3 separate regions of the Gossypium hirsutum genome follow, and all the other regions are linked to region 3. The links are chromatin contacts, called in public Hi-C maps. All regions are on one chromosome and are shown on one strand. The core of a region is the stretch at or near the end of the contact, and the rest is flanking DNA. Distances in the headings are between cores, read along the strand shown.

Region 1 (3,221 bases), core at 204-2,703, 600 kb after region 3:
ACTGATTTCGGAGCCTGTCATGTGCTTCTTCTAGGTGTTTAAACTGCTCCTTCTTCCATTTTAGCTGATGTTCAACCTTCTTCATGTCTTCCTCTACTTTGACCAGCACATCATCTCTTTCTCTCAGGTCCTTCTGATTTTTGGCCTTTTTCTCTGCTTCTGAATGCTTCTTCTGCGAAACCAACAAATGAGCTTTGAGGCCTTCAATCTCTGCCTTAAGCATGTCCATTTTTTGCTCTTGATCTATACTCTTCTCATTCGCCTCATCTAAAGCCAATACCAACCTTCCAATTTCCTGCTCCCGTTTCTGATTCTTCCCGTCACGCTCGGCTCTCAGCTTATCGTTGGCAGCATTCAAATGCTTGATGATAGATTCTTTCTCTTTCAGATTGCATTTAAGATCTTCATTAGTTCGCGTCACCACTGAGATTTCTTCCTCTTTTTCAAGAACTTGTTGCCCCTGCTTCTCGATTTTTGAACTCGCTTCGTGGAGCTTTGTTGACTGCTCATTCTGGAACTTCTTCAAGTGCTCATACAATTCAGCTTTGCTTTTTAAATCTGACCTTAGCTTCTCGTTCTCAAATTTGACTTCCTCTAGCTCTTCATAAACCTTCTCCATTGCCATTTCTTTCTTTCTTTCTTTTTTTTCTTTTTTCTTTTTCTGAAAACCTCTTCTTAAATTAGACCTGTTTGCAAGCAAAACACAGATCTTTTAGCTAACAAGTTTAACATTATGTCCCAAAGATAATGGCTCGTAAATAAGCAAAAGCATTGCTGTATTTATTACTCATGAAATATTTAAATAAGCATATAATTAGTATTATCCGCCAGAATTCCTTTAAAATGCAGAAAACCCTCACTGTAAACTGAAATATATTTTATTTTCTGAAGAAAATCCAAGACCTAATATCGTTTTATTTTCTATAGTTTTAAGAGGAAACAAACAGATAGCAGCAAAACGAAAACAAAATGAAACATTAAAATAAAAAAAAATTCCAAATACCTAAAACCCTAAAGTCCCGTAACACCAAGATACAAAGATTTTTAAAGAAAACTTCGCAGTGCAACAACAAATTAGTAATTACCCCACGAGGACTAAGCCAAAGGGGGAAAAAGCCATCATTTTGGTCACATATTTTAAACATTCTTGAGTTATTTTTATTTTCAAATTAAACATAGGGGAAAAAAATAAATCAAAAGACCCAAAGAAGTACCTTTAGTCTTGGGATTATAGATTAGCCATTTGAGGAGGCTTGACTGCAAGTTTTACTTCCTTCGGTGATCTTCTGGTTCTCCGCATTTACTAAACATACAAAGAGAAAATATGGGAAAAATAAAGGAAAAGGAATGACAGAGAAAGTGGTGCAGAGAGAGCCGTTAGGGAGAGTGGGGAAATTTTAAATTAATTGGACGGAGAGTTCACGGTGTATGCCTTCCACGGGGAAAATTTGAAAATGGACTAGCCGTTAGGGAGTCCAAATTGGGTTTAGGGTTGGACAAAGGGCTTTTTAAATCGCTCATAAATTAATATATTAAAATCTATCAGATTTAATTTTTAATTATTTTTTTAAAAGAATTATTATATAATATACAGGGTTAATGCTTATTTTCGCCCCGAATTATACCTCTTTTTCCACTTTAGTATTTAAGATTTTTTCTTGTCTCATTTTGGTATATAAATTATTATTTTGTTACTTGATTTAGTCCAATTTTTATAACAGTGTCAAAGAATTCAGTGATATATGACGTTAATCAGAATTTGCCAAGTGGCACATCCAACTAATTAGAATGAGCCATGCGGCATTAATGATTATTAAAATTAAAACTTTTATATTAAAAATTTAAAAAATAAAAAAAAATACTTTGATCAATAGTTGACCATAGTTGATCAATGTTGACTGATAGTTGACCAATATTTGACCGATGTTGACTAGGTATTACCTGACCATTGATCAGAGTTGATGAGCACTAACCAGTGTTTCTTTTTAACTTTAAATATTTTTAAATTTTCATAAATTTTTAATGATAGAGTACAAAGACGGTCACTAAACTATTACTTACATTTTATTTTGATCATTAAACTTTTAAATTTTCTAATTTAGTCAGTAAACAATTTGAAATCTTTTTTTTTTGGTCATAGAATGTTAACAACTATTTGAATTTTGACGAGAGTGCTAACGTTAGGTTTTTGTATTGGTCTAATAATAAATTTAGCCCTCTGATGTTTATAAATTCTATTAATTTGACTTTAAATATAAAAAAAATTAACAAAATTAACTCTCAATGTTTCTAAATTTTTTTTATTTTAGTTCAAATTCTAAAAAAAATCAATAAATTTAATCATCAACATTTACAAAATGAAGGGTTTTAATTTTTTTAAAAAAAATTGTAAACTTTTTGACCTGTTGCTCTATCAAAATAATTCCTTTTTTACTGTTTAAGTTTAGGTTTAACTTCTATCCGAAGTCAGGAATTGGACATTAGGTATCAAAATAAAATTTTGTGATTTTTGATGGGGTTAAAGGTAAAAAAATGTTTAAAATGAACTTAAATTGAATATTTTCCATGGCTTTCGCAGAAGAGCCCTTGAAACCTTCCTCCACGTCATATTTTTTAATGGCACTCTCGATCATCTCCTTTCCTTTCTCGCTATCGCTCGTCACCAATTCAATCTTGGCTGCCACTTCTTCATTCTTCACTTCACAGGTTATGCCTCTCGCCACTTCCACCCGAACCCCAACTTGTTCCACCAGCAATTTCACATTGAAAAACTGCTCCGCAGCCATTGCCCATCCTCACCCCATAACTCAGAGATTGAAGCACCGAATTCCATCCAGAAGAGGTAGATTTGTAGGATAATATCTCTAGCTGGGATGCCCATTTATTTGTCATTTTGTGAAGGTTAGATTTGTTAAATTTTTTATTGATAAATTTGAGTTAAATTTGTTATTAAACTAATAAAAAAATTATCAGTAATTTCATTAAATTTTAAATACGGTTAAGATTGAGTAATAAAAAATTAATTTTAAATAATTTAATGATTAAATTTAAAAAAAATTAAAAATTTAATGATCAAAATAAAATGTAACATTTATGTAGAAGTAAAGCTCAATTAATTACAAAATGTTAAAAATTACACCATATTTATTAATTGCAAAAGTCTACATCTACTTTTATATATATATATATATAAATCATATACTATATCATAATATATATAA
Region 2 (3,224 bases), core at 198-2,697, 810 kb before region 3:
TATTTAAGTTAAATGAAGAAGAAAATTTATTTAATTAGTTTTTATTTAAATTTTGATTACCTAATTAAAATTATAACTTAATATTTATTATTATCACACCTTAGTATTTAAAATATTGATGGGTGTATGTAAATATTTATGGAAAATGGGAAAAAATTAATGCTAAAAAAATACTTGGATGTAAATATTTAACTTGAACAAGTCGACCTGGAGTTAATTTTTCTAACATTAATTCTATTAAAAAAATAAAAATAAAACCACTTACGTATTTTTATACTTAAAAAGGTTTTTGCTAATAAATGTCTAAGTACATTTTCTAAGATTAGCCAATATATTATTTATAGAAATGATATTATATTAAATTTAATAAAATAGAAATACGAACCATTTTTAGTAAAAATATTAATATAATCTCTAATAATCTTTTCATAAATTTAACTAAGATAAAATCAATAAATTAACAACTTAAATTTATATTTATTTAATTTTTAAATTTATGTTTAATTAAGAAAATATGTATTTTTAAACTTAAAATTAACCTAAAAACTAAGTATGGGTAATATTTAATTATTAAAATAAAAACTAACCTAGATAATATAAAAGCTATTTTAAATAAATAGAAGTTTATTTAAGTTAAATTAATGGATGATAAACTATAAATCATTTAATTGAACTTAAATAATGATTTAAAAACATAGATATTATCTTTAAAGATATAGAAATTAAATAAAAAATGAAAATGTTGAAATAGGATAAATTTAACTATAAATCAATGTTTAACAAGTGGAACATTTTTAATTTTTTATTTAATTTCTATATTTTTAAAGATAATATCTATATATATATATATGACATGAATTTTGGGTAGAATTGGAAGGGGAATCATTAATTATTAATGTCAAACAGCTTGTGGCCTCTTGATTTTATCCCGAATTTTCAATATATATGTACACATTATGCTATTTTGAACCAATAGAAAAGCGGTAGATTTCTTATGATTTTATATTCAAATTAAATTCTTGACCTAAAATTTTCTAATCGGCTTTTTACTAACACTATTTCTATTTTAAATTTTGAGGAAAGAAAAAGCAATAGTCAGAAAAAGAACATCTCCCCCAATCAACCTATTGTGTGCATGCCATGCCTGCATGGTTTGGGTTTGGCAAAGACACTTTTGACCTCGAAACACAAACCGCCGCACTAATGAGTTACTAAGCACGTTCCTTGCACGCGAATCAGAGGAGAGTATTAATAACCATATTTATGCTCCTACTATTGCCCTCTCTATCCTTAATTTTCTCTCTCTCTTACAGAACCTAGCGGGAAAATTAATTACATGTTGACGCCAACAGCGCGTCACCACTTATGTCGGAAACTTTGGCACACACGTAAGACGTCGTGCCCAAGCTTCGCTTTTAATGCCGACAATTTATTGCTTCCCCAAGTAATTCCGTGTCCCCCATCTTCTTCTGCAACCCCCGTACTATCTCATTACGCGCCGTCTCACGCGCCACCTGACCTCACTTCCATGTCCCACCTTTCGGTAACGAGATTACGCGAGAGTACAACACCATCTGAAAGGGTCCCATTCCAATCCAAAATAAATAACGTAAGTTTCAGTGTTGAGAGAAGAGCGTGGTTAGCGCGTGAAGCGTTGGATTCCTTTATTTTGTCCGCTCTGCAGACTGTACCCAACAGTGGACAAACCCCAGCCCTGCTATCTTCACAGTACCCACTCTAATTCTTATAAACCAGCCCAATGTATTTTACAGTTCAGTAAAAAAAAAAAAACCAATCAACACATAAATAAATGAGATGAGGAGTTGAAAGATATTTGTTTTGGAATGGGAGAGTGATCAAGAAGGATCCTTGGTAAAAAAAAAAAAAAAGAAAGGAAAAGAGAGAAGAAAACTGCTTCTTTTGCAGATAAAAAGACAGGTTCAAGGGGAAAAAAAAATTATGGTCACACTGTCTTGCTCCTCTTATCTTCTTTTTCGTCTCTATTAGTGAAGAAAAGGGTGCTTTTTCTTTTTTATAAAAATCTCTTTTTTGCGGGGGTGTAAATTTTTGTCTTTGGTGGGAGAAATGGAGTTTGAGGATCAAGAGGAGCAAGAAGAGGAGATGGGTTTGGCACCGAGTTATGACCCGCTTGCAAACTCATCTCGAGTCAAAATGTCAGGTGTCGAACCGGGTTCGATAACTCCAACGGCTCAGCAGCAGCAACAGCAGCAGAGGAAACCAAGGTATAGAGAGTGCTTGAAGAACCACGCGGTGGGAATCGGCGGTCACGCCGTCGACGGTTGCGGTGAGTTCATGCCAGCTGGAACCGAAGGTACCCTCGATGCTCTTAAATGCGCAGCTTGTAACTGCCACCGGAACTTCCACCGTAAGGAAACGGACCTGGGTTCCCCACACTCCGTCCCCATGACGGACCTCTACTTCCACCACCCCCACCACCAACCACCGCAATTCACTCCTTACTTTAGACCCCCAACGGGGTTCCTCCACATGGCTGGACAGCAAAGGCCGTTAGCCCTACCATCGATATCAGGAGGCGGCGGAGGACACAGCAGGGAAGACCAAGATGATGTTTCGAATCAAGGGAGTTCGAGGAAGAGGTTTCGAACAAAGTTCACGCAGGAACAAAAGGAGAAGATGTTGGCTTTGGCTGAGAGGTTAGGGTGGCGGATTCAAAAACAAGATGAAGCGATTGTTCAACAGTTCTGCAATGAAACTGGGGTCAAAAGGCATGTTTTCAAAGTTTGGATGCACAATAACAAGAATACTCTTGGTAAGAAACCCTAGAAACACCTTCTTCACGGTTTAGAGTGAGTGGAAAACAAAAATGAGAAAAGAAAAACTTGGGGGGGGGATTTTTAGTTAGAGTATTTAGGGTTACTATGGGGGTGGGGGGCGGGTTAACATTTAGTACTTTTGTAGTGATTATGATGTTGAAGGGTAGGTTACTAATATTAATATTGTTACATCATGTTAATGGCTACTTAATTTTAGCTCTAATGAGATGAAATTTTTTTAGTTCTAATATACTTTGATTTTGTTGCATATCAAAGCTCTATTTTAATGTGAACATGGATTTAGATAATGGTGCATTGAGGCAAAGTGGAGACATGCAATGCAATACAATGCAAGAGGCGTGAACATGGAAGAGCTTTAACAGTTTTATGAGCATGGGGATGGATTATGAGCTTCTCACGAGTAAGATC
Region 3 (3,498 bases), core at 256-2,755:
TTGTCATTCAAAATAAATTTTTTGCAAATTGGTTACTCAATTTTTAGGGCGCTTTCATTGTAGTCACTCAAGTGTTAAATCTCTAGCAACAGTTAACTATATAAGCCGCATCATGTTTGCATTTTCTTTTTAGTCACCTAAATTTTAGATTATTTTCATTTTAATGACCCCAAAAAGTATATTTTTAATTATTGATTGGAATAAAAAAAATAAGGATTAAAGTGAAAAGCGGTAGGAACTAAAATAATACACAAAAATTGTCAAATTGTACTTGTTTATCCTATTATCGAAAATGCTAAATTTGGTTTTTGAAATATAAATTTTTAAATATTAAGATTCAAAATTATAGTAGTAAATCGGTTGACATTATCAATTGATAAAAAATTTAACAATTTTATTTAATTTATTTTGATGTTTTGAAATTATGTTAAAAAAACATCAATGAAAATTATTGACTTTAATAGTTGTATGTGAAACCCAATTTTATTTTGATTATATGATATTGAATCTTTCATACTAAGCTAAAAATAAAGAAAAATCCTTATAATTAATTAAATTAATAAATTTTATCTTCCATTCCAAATAAAACTCATACTTTCTTCATCACTTCTTTACTCACATGAAGAAGAAACAATTAATTTAATTAATTGCAAATATTTGTTCCTTTACTTTTAGCTTAGTATGAAAGATTCGAGACTATATAATCAAATTTTTTTTAAGTTTTGTAGACAATTATTAAATATGAATTATTTCATTAAGAATAATTTAGAACAAAAAATAAAATTTAAAAATTTAAAAAATAAAATTTTAAAATTTAAAAGAAGATTAAATTAATTAATTTTAATATTATAATACCAAATTGGTTGACATTCTTCTATGAACAAAAAAAATCAATAATTTATTCAATTTCTTTTGATATTTTGAAACTTAAAATTTCAATATTAAAATAAAATTTAGAATTTCAGCAATCGATAAACAAATATAATTTGACAGTTTTTATGTATTATTTTAGTTTTTATTACTTTTTCACTAAAATAGAAATGTAAACATGATATAATGTGTACATTAAACCACCTTTGGAGTTTTAATACTTTGAGTGATCAAAATGAAAGTTTTAGGTTTCTAAGAAGTTTACCCTTTATTTATATACCTTCGTGATTAAGTCTTAAATAAGCGCGGAAAATCAGGGTGGGGTGGGGGAATAAATAATAGCTGGGCAGGGGGGATTTACAGCACACCCGCAGTTTGGACTGAAAGCACCATTTGAGATGCGCGTGGGTCCCCTCTGCCCTAAAGTAACCCATCTTGGCCTCTGTGTGCAACCAAACCAAGCTCGAAAAAGAAACTATTAAAATATATCCAGCCGTTATAAAGAGGCGCGCGTTCACTTGCCACGTCAGCTTCCCGTTAACTTTACGACTCTCCGTTAGTTCTATGTTTCCGTCTTAATGTTCGTTTATTCTCTCCTAAATTTCGCTTCCATCTTCAACCATTTATTCTTCTTATTAATTGATGACATAAAAGGAAAAATATAATAAATGATTTTTTATAAAGCTAAGAAGAATTTTGCTTGAACTGTTGAACTAGACCCATTTTGTGTTTTACTCTCACTGTCACTCCAATTCTCACTCTCTTTTCACAATCACTTTGTGTGAGTAGTTTTTCCATCTCTACTTTCTCTTCATTACTAAACTTGATCAAAAGTCAAGGTTTTTTTCTTCCCCTTTGGGCGGCGGAGGGATTTTATTGAGTTTTAGTGATATCCTTTTGCTGGTTTGATCATTGAAGCTAATGAGATTTCAGTAATTGGTTTCTTTGTTACTACTCTGATCAGTGCTTGGCATGTGAAGTTGAATTGAATTCTCATCATCTTTATTTTCTCTGTTTGGTTTCTCGGAATCCTTTTAAGGAAAATAATAAAATAAAAGAATGTCGGTGCTGGAAACTTGTACTTTTCCATCTTTTTCATATAGATTTTCTTTTCCATTCATCTAGAAAACAATCGATCATATTAATGATTTGGTTTTGCTATATTTTGACTTTTTTTGGTAAAGTTTTGGACTTTATTTTTTTTTCACACTGCTTGATTAGAAAGACAGACAAGGAAAGAAACATGATCAGAATTCCCCAGTTTCTTTTATTAATTATTTAGTTTGCTAGTGTTGCTCTTTTGCTTGTGTTAATTTGGGTGTTAAACTCTCTCTTAGGGGTTGGATTTTAGGTCAAGTGGAAGAACTTTACAATGTTCACCCAAGGCCTTGACAAGGATGCGTTCAGATGGGTTCGTGCGGTGAGTCATTTCAGTTGTTTATCCCTATAATTTCATACATTTATGCATTTGTATAGGTATTTGCTGCAAACATTTGTTTATTTAAATATATAGATATTTCATTGATTCGTGAAGGTAATGTTTGAAGTAGTTTTTACGTATATAGTGTAGTCTGAGGTGTTGGTCGAGTCTGATCTTATTGTTTTAAACTTGTATTAGGGAGGTGCTGCCAAGAACAGAGATTTTTTCGGTGTGACCATGGCAGTAAAACAAGCACTTGACCCTATTACCAGTTTAAGAAATGCTGGATTACCTCCTTCTGCAAAATTTCGTAATGGACATTTATCCCAGAATATAATACCTGTTAGTGGCAATGATGATGGTTCAGAATCAGACATGGACATCTCATCTGATTCTGAAGAGCATGCCCATGACGGGCAGTACTCGTTCATTTCATCTCCACAAGATGATAAGGTGCATAATGTTGCAGCTGCTTCGATGCAGAAATCAGAGGCTCATGGTCATTATGGACCTCAGCTGAAACTAGGAAATGGTGCTCAGAGACCAGCTCAGGTCTGTGGTGGGAAGGCGGACACTGTAGATAAGCAATTTTCAGATTCTGCCTGTAGCACTGAAGTTTCGTATATGCAGTATAGAAGCAACAATGGTGGTGCACCTCCTGGGGAAGCATATAATTCAGATAGTTATTCTTCTACAGTTACTTCTAGGGTAGGCATTGAAATAGTATCTAAATAGTTTTGCATCTTTAAGTGAACTTCTGGATACAAAACCTTTACTTACCTCGCTAAGAATTTTGCTTTTACTCAAGCACTTTCTCCTTTAATGTTATTTCCTTTGGTAATTTGTTATTATTTTATTAAGTTGCTTTGATTGTGCCCCCTTAAGCATTAAAGTAGAAACCTGGGCACTTGGCAACACTTTTTGGTCATGCTTATACAAATTTAAGATGGTACCTTTTTTTATGTGCAAAGTACATTGGGTGATATCTCCATTGTCAATTGGTGAGCTACCAGGGTTTCACATCCTAAAATGTTTCCTTTTTAACTTTCTAATGGTTTGACCGGTTATGGGAATGGGACTGGAGATGTTGAAATGGCTTCATTTGGGGGTATTCTTTAACTTGATTGTAATATGAAATTATAAGATTGAAATGTGAAGACCGCTTTGATGGTCAACTTAAATTTATTGTTAGTCTAAAACATTATACT

The links. Hi-C and Micro-C count contacts between places; a contact is called where the count stands out from the background.
Region 1: a Hi-C map of leaf shows a contact between it and region 3, with 2.4 times the contacts expected there. The contact joins the promoter of LOC107897572 here to the promoter of LOC107898672 in region 3. A contact is called at or near these places in 5 of 34 Hi-C or Micro-C datasets (callus and leaf).
Region 2: a contact with region 3 is called in a Hi-C map of leaf, with 6 times the contacts expected there. The contact joins the promoter of LOC107915016 here to the promoter of LOC107898672 in region 3. A contact is called at or near these places in 6 of 34 Hi-C or Micro-C datasets (fibers, hypocotyl, leaf and 1 more).

The regions. Positions count from the first base shown.
Region 1 is chrA11:55,677,272-55,680,492 of Gossypium_hirsutum_v2.1, forward strand. It overlaps LOC107897572, which reads right to left and starts at 1,454. Exons shown (of 2, transcript XM_041081988.1): 1 at 1,215-1,454; 2 at 1-686. The coding sequence starts at 625.
Region 2 is chrA11:54,267,403-54,270,626 of Gossypium_hirsutum_v2.1, forward strand. It overlaps LOC107915016 (zinc-finger homeodomain protein 2), which reads left to right and starts at 1,448. Exons shown (of 2, transcript XM_016844141.2): 1 at 1,448-2,791; 2 at 3,100-3,224. The coding sequence starts at 2,086. The coding sequence ends at 3,158.
Region 3 is chrA11:55,074,233-55,077,730 of Gossypium_hirsutum_v2.1, forward strand. LOC107898672 reads left to right here and starts at 1,506. Exons shown (of 23, transcript XM_041081984.1): 1 at 1,506-1,651; 2 at 2,208-2,290; 3 at 2,489-2,998. The coding sequence starts at 2,243.